2 separate regions of the Zea mays genome follow, and region 2 is linked to region 1. A link is a contact called in public Hi-C data. All regions are on one chromosome and are shown on one strand. Each heading gives the region's core, a stretch centred on a gene start, on an enhancer-like site or on the middle of the called end of the contact. The rest is flanking DNA. Distances are from core to core; before and after follow the strand shown. Region 1 holds the start of LOC100272553 (UDP-glucuronic acid decarboxylase 4). Region 2 has its middle 94 kb from the start of LOC100284013.

What was found. A called contact is a pair of places that touch in the nucleus more often than the background predicts.
Region 2: a contact with region 1 is called in a Hi-C map of bundle sheath, with 3 times the contacts expected there. The contact joins the enhancer-like site here to the promoter of LOC100272553 in region 1. A contact is called at or near these places in 4 of 25 Hi-C or Micro-C datasets (bundle sheath, ear, endosperm and 1 more).

The regions. Positions count from the first base shown.
Region 1 is chr8:88,848,741-88,852,999 of Zm-B73-REFERENCE-NAM-5.0, forward strand. LOC100272553 (UDP-glucuronic acid decarboxylase 4) reads right to left here and starts at 2,950. Exons shown (of 6, transcript NM_001147020.2): 1 at 2,265-2,950; 2 at 1,068-1,215; 3 at 141-220; 4 at 1-44. The coding sequence starts at 2,873. LOC103635520 reads left to right here and starts at 3,294. Exons shown (of 3, transcript XM_008657951.4): 1 at 3,294-3,600; 2 at 3,675-3,867; 3 at 3,952-4,259. The coding sequence starts at 3,488. The coding sequence ends at 4,248.
Region 2 is chr8:88,955,739-88,959,598 of Zm-B73-REFERENCE-NAM-5.0, forward strand. No RefSeq gene overlaps it. Among protein-coding and RNA genes, the nearest start is that of LOC100284013, 94 kb to the right of the region's middle. Within about 2 kb of position 1,618, at least 19 of the 20 cell types and tissues checked have an H3K27ac peak or open chromatin away from gene starts, as enhancers often do. A contact at or near this core is called in bundle sheath, ear, endosperm and 1 more, where this site is marked.

The DNA of each region.
Region 1 (4,259 bases), core at 1,700-4,199:
CACATGCGAGGGCCATATGTGTTGAAGATACGTGCGATCCTAACCTGGAAACAACAAGAAATCACCAAGATGAATCTACTTCATCGCAGACGAAATGAAATTCCAACCGACCAAACCGACATTTTTGGATTGCGACTTACCTCAAGGTTGGCACCACGGTGGTAATCCATGGTCAACGTTTCGGCTGTACGCTTGCCCTCATCGTAACAGCTCCTGACACCTGTCATTCAGAAATCGTACCCATCAGTAAAACTCTGCAGAGAGCAGGCAAGAGCTTGCCTACTCTGTAAAGAAGCCGTCGAGTATCCAACGGCCAACAAATGCTATGTAAATAGCTCAACAAACTTCATTCATTGTTTTAGGTGCAATGGTTGGTGGGCGTTTGGTTAGGCATAGTTGGTCAAGTATAGTTGTGTTCTCCTATTGCTTTATTGAAAAGGATTTGCACCTCAAAGTGGCCCTCTTGGAGCAAATTCCACCAACCAACATTGTCCTTTTCCACCAAAAAGAACCAAAACATGCAAGAGACCCACCAAGTTAAGATTCCATAGCCAGCATCTCCAAGATACCCTTTTGCATATTGCTTATACAAGACTTCTTTCATGCAACAGTAAGCTTCAAGTCTGGACCAGCACTGTTTTCTGAAAAGGGCTCATTCCTGCTTACTACAGCTCGGATTAAAAAAAAATAATAAAGATTTGACAACGTAGAGCCTTCCTGTTTGCAACAGTACATTGTCCAGCTTGCAATTCCCTCCTCCCTCTCTTTTTCTTGGTTTTGTTCACTAAAAGACTATGGCTGCAGGGTATATGTTTAGGACAACCCCTCAGTCGTGAGTCGTCTATGCTCTCTCCAAAGTTATACTCATACAAAAGCATGACAAAGAAAGAATGCGCATGAGAGATCATTTATTTGGTGGCTGACAGTTCCCTGCCATATGCATGACACAACTAACAATTAGCTAACCTCATCATGCTAGATCTAAGAAACATGAATGATCATTTGTCGCTGCAACAAATTAATTTCAAGAGTTCAACCAAGAGAGTATAAACAACAAGAGTTATTACCGATGGGATTGACATTGCCCCAGTAAGTCTCCACCTGCGGGTGCTGGAGGGGATCACCATAGACCTCACTGGTACTGGTGAGGAGGAACCTAGCATTGATCCTCTTTGCCAATCCAAGCATGTTCAGAGTCCCAACCACATTGGTCTTGTGCTATCACAAAGGTTAAGGCTACAAACCATCTCAAGAAAGCAAAACAAGCAGAAACTAAATGAATTAGCCACCCTTTTGACTTCGTCACATTGCTACTCCCCAATCAGTTGCAAAACAAGTAAAGCATAAAGAAATCACGTGAAGTGAACAGTAAGCAAAGTTGTTTCGAAAGTGGAAAGGGCAAAGGCCACTTGACGTCAACTTTTGTGTTGTTGAAAATTGAAATGCGCCCTTTATGTCAGAACTCAGAAGTAAGCAAAGTCCACCACTGACCCAGATCCAGGCACACCTTGCGCTTACTTTTCGCTCCCATGAACAGATCATGAAGCAAAGTAAAACAGTAAGGAACAATTGAGTTCATATCTCGGCTTTAACTGTTGCTAGTACGTTTTCTCTATTCCAAACGCACGGGAAACTTAAGTCAGCATTCAGAAACATAAAAAAAAAGTTTTTTTCTGAGAAATACAAATGGTTTCGACAGGGAAATGATGCGATGATTTGAGATCTTCAGTTGAATCTCGAGAATTTGAGTTCAACTGAACATTTGACGCCAGATTTCATAGATGCAAATAAACAGAAGAAATTTCTTTTGCGTTAAATGAAAAGGAGGGATTGCCCTTGAGCAAAGGGCAGCCTAGCAGACAGAGATCTGAAACGGCCGACCTGGTGGCTGTGCTTTGCATCAGTTGAGCAGAAAACTCCAAAATCAGAGTGAAACGTGGCGCAAATCTCGAGCTCCGGACAAAATTCTCCTACTGTGCCATATTCCCATTTCATGGACCGACCCGGAATCTCAGGGAGTAGTGAATCGGGCCTCATCCTCCCAGAAGCATTGCGTGTTAACCGATAAACCTGGAGAAAGGAACAAATTCCCCACCAAAATGCAATAGAAACCAAATCCATCCCTATAACAATATAAAACATTTTGTTTGGCACCAAAAGAAGAAAAATAGAACCGATCGCGATCCAGGCATCAATCATGAATCAGTCATGGAGGAAAGGAAAAGAACGCAACAGAACTGAAGGAATTCGTAGAGAAAGGATATGATTGTTTTGATGGGGTTGTATTTGTAGTGGACGGGGGACGCGGGGCAGGCGAGGTGGTAGATCTGGTCGACCTCGAGCAGGATGGGCTCGACGACGTCGTGGCGTATCATCTCGAAGTTGGGGTCGCCGAGGTGGTGCAGGACGTTGTCCTTGCGGCCGGTGAAGAAGTTGTCGACGACGATGACACTGTCTCCGCGCTGCAGGAGGCGGTCCACCAGGTGGCTGCCGACGAAGCCGGCGCCGCCGGTGACGAGGACGCGGAGCACCTTCCTCTTGAGGCCCAGCGGCACCTTGCCGCCGACGAAGTGCCGCGTGGCCACGTCGCGGTGGTGGGCGGGCTCGACGGAGAAACGGGCGAGCGGGTTGTTGTTGGAGTAGGACGAGGCGGCGGAGGAGGAGGAGGAGGCGGACGGGGAGGCGATGGAGATGACGGCGGCGGCGATGAGCATCCCGGCGAGCGCGAAGAGCGGGCGGTTCTCGGCGACGGCGTAGCGGGCCGCGCGGGGCAGCCACGCAAGCGGCTTAGACGGCTTCGGGGAGTAGCCCCCGGCGCCGGCGCTGGCGGCCGTGAACGCCCCGCCGCCGCGGTAGGTGAGCTCGGACGCCATCTCCGTCGTGAATCTAGGGGGGAGGCGGGAGGGCCCTCGGCGAAACTCCCAGCGAGGGACCTGGACGCGATTCGGACAGGTCTCGCGGGGGTGGCAGCGGCAGCGGCTGGAGCAGAGAGGTATTTATGGGCGGGGGAGCGGTGGCTCGCCGGGGGAGAGATGCGGGGTCGTGGCCCTTGGATGCGGGGTGGACGGCGGGGGATCGAGTTTTCTGTGGCGCGGTGGGGGCGGGCTGGCCGAGCTCCCTGGACAGGAGTGTGATCTGGTGCGCATGGGCGGCCGCCGGGACAGGTGTGCGACCCGGAGGAGGCCGGGGGTGGGTGGCCAGTGGCCAGTTGGCCACTGCCCACGGGCTCCAACTTTTTTGCAATTTGGCCCTTTTCGGGTTTTTTTCCCACATTTATGCCTCTGGCAGTTTCATTTCAAAAAATGGACCCTTAGCTCGGCGCCGTCATCATTGGCGCCGAGCATGTGTGTGCCGGCGCCAATACTATTGGCGCTTATACGTCAGACGCCGGTGTGATCTGGATTGACGTGGCACGTACCTCGGCGCCATAGATCTTGGCGCCGAGGTAGGCGCCCGGTCAACGACGCCTACCTCGGCGCCAAGATCTATGGCGCCGAGGTACGTTCCTATAAATAGTACCCTACGTCTGGCTTGTTGCTGTGCTCATTTCAATTCTTCTAAACTAGAGATGTCTAGGCGTGGTAAATATGCTAAACAAAGGTAAGTTTTGGATTTGCCTCTTATTTTGTGAGTCTATTATATTTCTGATTGTTATAGAGTTTATGGAAATTTAGGAAGGGTCCTTTGACCGGAACTGCCTTCGACCCGCTGCCTTTGCCAAGTGGTGTTCCAGTGCCTATGTGTTTTTGTGGTGATCCTTGTAAGGTCGATAAGTCTGAAGATCATGACACCTATCGACAGAGGTATTGGATGTGTGCTAACTTTGCATTTGAGCCAACTGTTGTTCAACGTCGGATGAATTTAATGGTGAGAATAGTCTTGTAATATGTTTACATTTGTGAATGTTTTTGTAAATGTTTTTTTGCGTACTAATAATTGCACATTTTGTAGACTCCTCCACCGCTATGTGATTTTGAGCAGTGGATTGACACCGAAATATCAGAGAAAGATAAGAAGTGGCTGGAGAATCTTCAAAAGTGGGATGCAGAGGACAAAGAGAGGATGAAAAAAAGACGAGAGGAGCTTGCTGCCGAGCAACAACGTGAAGACGAAGAGAAAATGAGGCGTGTTGCTGAATGCAGGGAAGATAAGGAGAAGAAGCTTGAGCGTGCACGTCGTGCAAAGGAAGCAATGGAGGAGAACCCTGATGCATTTCGCAAAGGCAAATGGCCCCGTTGTACTCAGTAGTATTGGTGTTT
Region 2 (3,860 bases), core at 368-2,867, 110 kb after region 1:
CATGTACATAGGACTCTGGCTTCCCTCTGCTAGACACGTTAGCACATTGCTACACCCCCCATTGTACACCTGGGCCTTCTCCTTACATCTATAAAAGGAAGGTCCAGGGCCCTCGTACGAGAAGGTGGCCGCGCGGGAGGACGGGCTGACGCACAGGCTCCCTCTCTCTCCCTCGCAAACGCTTGTAACCTCTACTGCAAGCGCATCCGCCCTGGGCGCAGGACAACACGAGGCCGCGATTCCCCTTATTGTTTCCCCCTTGTGTTCCGTCTCGCGCCGACCCATTTGGACTGAGACACACAGCGACAATTTACTCGTCGGTCCAGGGACCCCCCGGGGTCGAAACGTCGACACCCTCAGGGCATGTACAACCCACATAAATAACATGTATGTTAAGAAGTATCTAGGGGGTAGGTGCAAACAATCACAAGAGACGTATCTTAGCGAAGGACTATCTACAACACGGTTCTTTGTATCTAAGATATGATTCCACCCATACAACCCACATAAATGAGTTGTATCTTGAGGGGTTCTTAGTTTAGATATATTGGGTTGTATGAACGAGTTTCTTAGGTGTGTATAGTGTTTGGAGAACCGCAACATAGTATCTAGGCAACAAGACTGGCATGGGCATCTCGTGTCACCACGTGGACCCTTGTTAGCACTACAAATTAACCGCTAAAAACAGCATTAGGATGTGTTTAGAACCTCTAAAGGTAATAGCTAGACATCTAATAAATTGTTAGCTCAATTAAAGTTTGCTAATAAACTGATTGTTAGGGGGGTTGAAATTTCACAAGTAAATTTTAGTATCTAACTATTAGCTCTAGATGTTTCAAATAGGGCGGTAGGCCTAAAAGGATTTGCTAATAAATCAACTAATTACTATCCAAAAAAAGGATTGCTTATATTTCTCTATTACTAAAAAAAAGAGCACGTACGTACTTCCTCCTTCCACACAAGCACGTACGTGATTCTCGCTTTTTAAGTAGTCAAACGATGCGAATGATCAAAATCGTATAGAAAGAAAAAAACTACGGCTGATATTTAGTTATGACACGAAATGAATACCACGAACGAAATTAGTTATGAATATATTTAGGGCTTGTTCGGTTAGCTCTCAATCCATGTGGATTGAGTAGGATTGGATGGGTTTGAATCCCAAACAAGTCAAATCTCTTCTCAATTTTTTCCAATCCCATCCAATCCATGTGTATTGGGAATAACCGAACAAGCCCTTACGTGGGAAAAAAATAAATGTTAATAGCATCTACTGTAGACGAGTATTGTGCCAGCGGTAGTGTTAGCAGGGGCAGGTCGACTCGATCGCTAGCACACCGACAGTTGATACATCTTCTCGGATCTGCCATCGTTAGTTTAATTAATCCATGTATGCGGACACGCAGTAGTACTAGTAAGCGTGTAATAAAGCACCTGCCGCGGCACATGCCAGGCGTGGGGGGATCGATCCAAGTAGTCGGTGCCAAACCAGGCCTCTGGCCACCACACACACAACCGTTTCAGTTTCGGTTTCAGCCGGGACACAGTAGTACAGTACCCACCCATCGTCGTTGTCCCCATCAGTTTGGTTTGGTGAGCGTCGTGCTCCTACTGTTCGGTTGCCGATAGCGCAGTCTTTGACTTGTGAACACGCACCCCCCTCCCCCTGCACGCCACACGGACTGGCCCAAGGGAAGCCGGCCGGGACGGGACAAGAGAGCTGTCAGCTTCAGCTGTAACAGTAGCCGGAGAAAGTTCGTGCGTGCGTGCTTCTTCCATGTTATTAGGCGGTAAGGTTAGGCCGCCTCTCGTGTATGGCACAGCATACAGGCTCTATTTGTTTGGTCATTTTTCAGCTGCGGGCCACCGTAAGCTATTACGGACCGCTAAACGGTTCCAGCTTTTTAGCCCGTTTCTATAAGAATCGTTTTTGGTAAAAACCAAAACTAACATGAATATAAAATTAGTCGACTTATCATGATAGTAGGAAACCGTCGCTTTCTATATCCTGAACTCTTTGAATCACTTCATCTTCCCCGCACATAATCCCCACGATATTTAGATTTTTCTCACAGCCAGATTTTCTTCACATCTAGATTCTCAAAAAAACTGGTCAGAAAAAAGTTGAATCAAACATGCCCATAGGGCCTCGTGTATACACATACTACAACGTGCCAAACGGGGTTCGGGCTAAAAAAAGAAAAAAAAGAGCATTTAGGCTTTATTGTGCCAACCCGAAGTATAAAACAGTGGCCCTGTTCGGCTCTAAACCACGCCGTATCTTTGTTGGACCGTACCGATTCACGCCTGATCCATATATAATGACCACATAAAATCAAAATATTACAGCCACATAAAGTTCATAGCTTACTAAATCAAAGATATCAAACAATCCTAGCATTGTTTGACCACGTAAAGTTCAAATATCACAACAGTATAAAGTCCTTAGCTTACGAAATTAAAGAAATTAAATAACATGGACTTCGTTGGATCGTGCAGGCCTAAGCCCGGTCCATCTGTGCGGGCCTAAGCCATGTCAGGAGCCTAACGGGCCAAACTTGAGGTCCAGCCCAGGCCGTCTTCGAGGGATGCTAACTCGGTCTACATTATCGGACCGTACTTATGTTTATGTTTTTGGATTAAAACGGCACTGAACAGGCTGAAAGTCGTGCGCAGTATATCTGCCCTGAGGCGCGGGGGCGTATCACTCACCAACCCACAACCAGCCAGAGTCGGTCACACACACAGGAAAAGGAAAGGAAACCGACTCGCCGTGAATGCATTGGAAAGTATCGAACGGCACGGCAGCAGGAATTAGCAATCAGCACATGACGCATGTTGCACGACAGACAGGCAGCCCAGATCCGACTTGCGTGCGTGGCCCTGCTACTAACACGCACGTTGCTTTGGTCAAAGCACTGGCCATCACAGCCAGCTCATGCTGGTGCTCTATCCTTTCTAACTGTCTGTCTCTTCGCCGTCCGTGTTCAGACGGACTCACCGCTCAGGCCTTGTTCGTTTCTGTCGGATTGGTGGGTCGGAACGATTCCTGACCGGATTCCTTCTCTAATTTATATAAACTTTGATTAGCTGGAACGATTCCGAGTGCAATCCGACGGAAACGAACAAGGCCTCACGGAGTGGAGTTTCCAGTCGTTTTTTTTCTTCGTCTGAATCTGGCTGGCCCAGTCTCGTCGAGGCAGACCCCGCACTGGCGTGGCACGGTTGCGGGTGGCAAACTACCGTGCTCGCATCGCAAAGTGCTCGGCCAAATGCGTTGACGGGCCTCGGCTCAGGTTTGTGCCGTCCCTTGAAGCTTATCGTCTTCAATTTGTTTACTAGATATATGTCCGTGCGTTGCGACGGTACACAGTCACAAATACGATACTTTTGAAGGTATCTTCTTCTTTGTTCAGTAGGCACAACCATCATTCTTAGATCATGTAGCCATGGCGAAAACACTTTGCTCGCCATTTTCCTGTGCGAGCACAAGCCCACAAATAAAAAAGTCACGTCTCCAACGCCTTCACCGCCAGCTTTTTCTACGCACGGGTGCCAAAGACGGAGCCAGAATTACAACATAGGGAGACAAAAAAATACCAAAATTATAATGTAAAATATCGTATGATATATATTATTATACTAATTTTTATATAGCATAAATAATAAGCTAATAAAAGGAATTTGCATCACATAATTATATAGTAATATCATTTATAACAGTTACTTGAAGTGGGTTCTAACATGTGAACCAGGTAAGGATAACAAATAGAACATGAAATGATCTTGTATTTTCAACAGCCCAGGCATGTAACATGAGGAAAAAAGATGCAAGAACATACCTAATGAAAGTACTATCC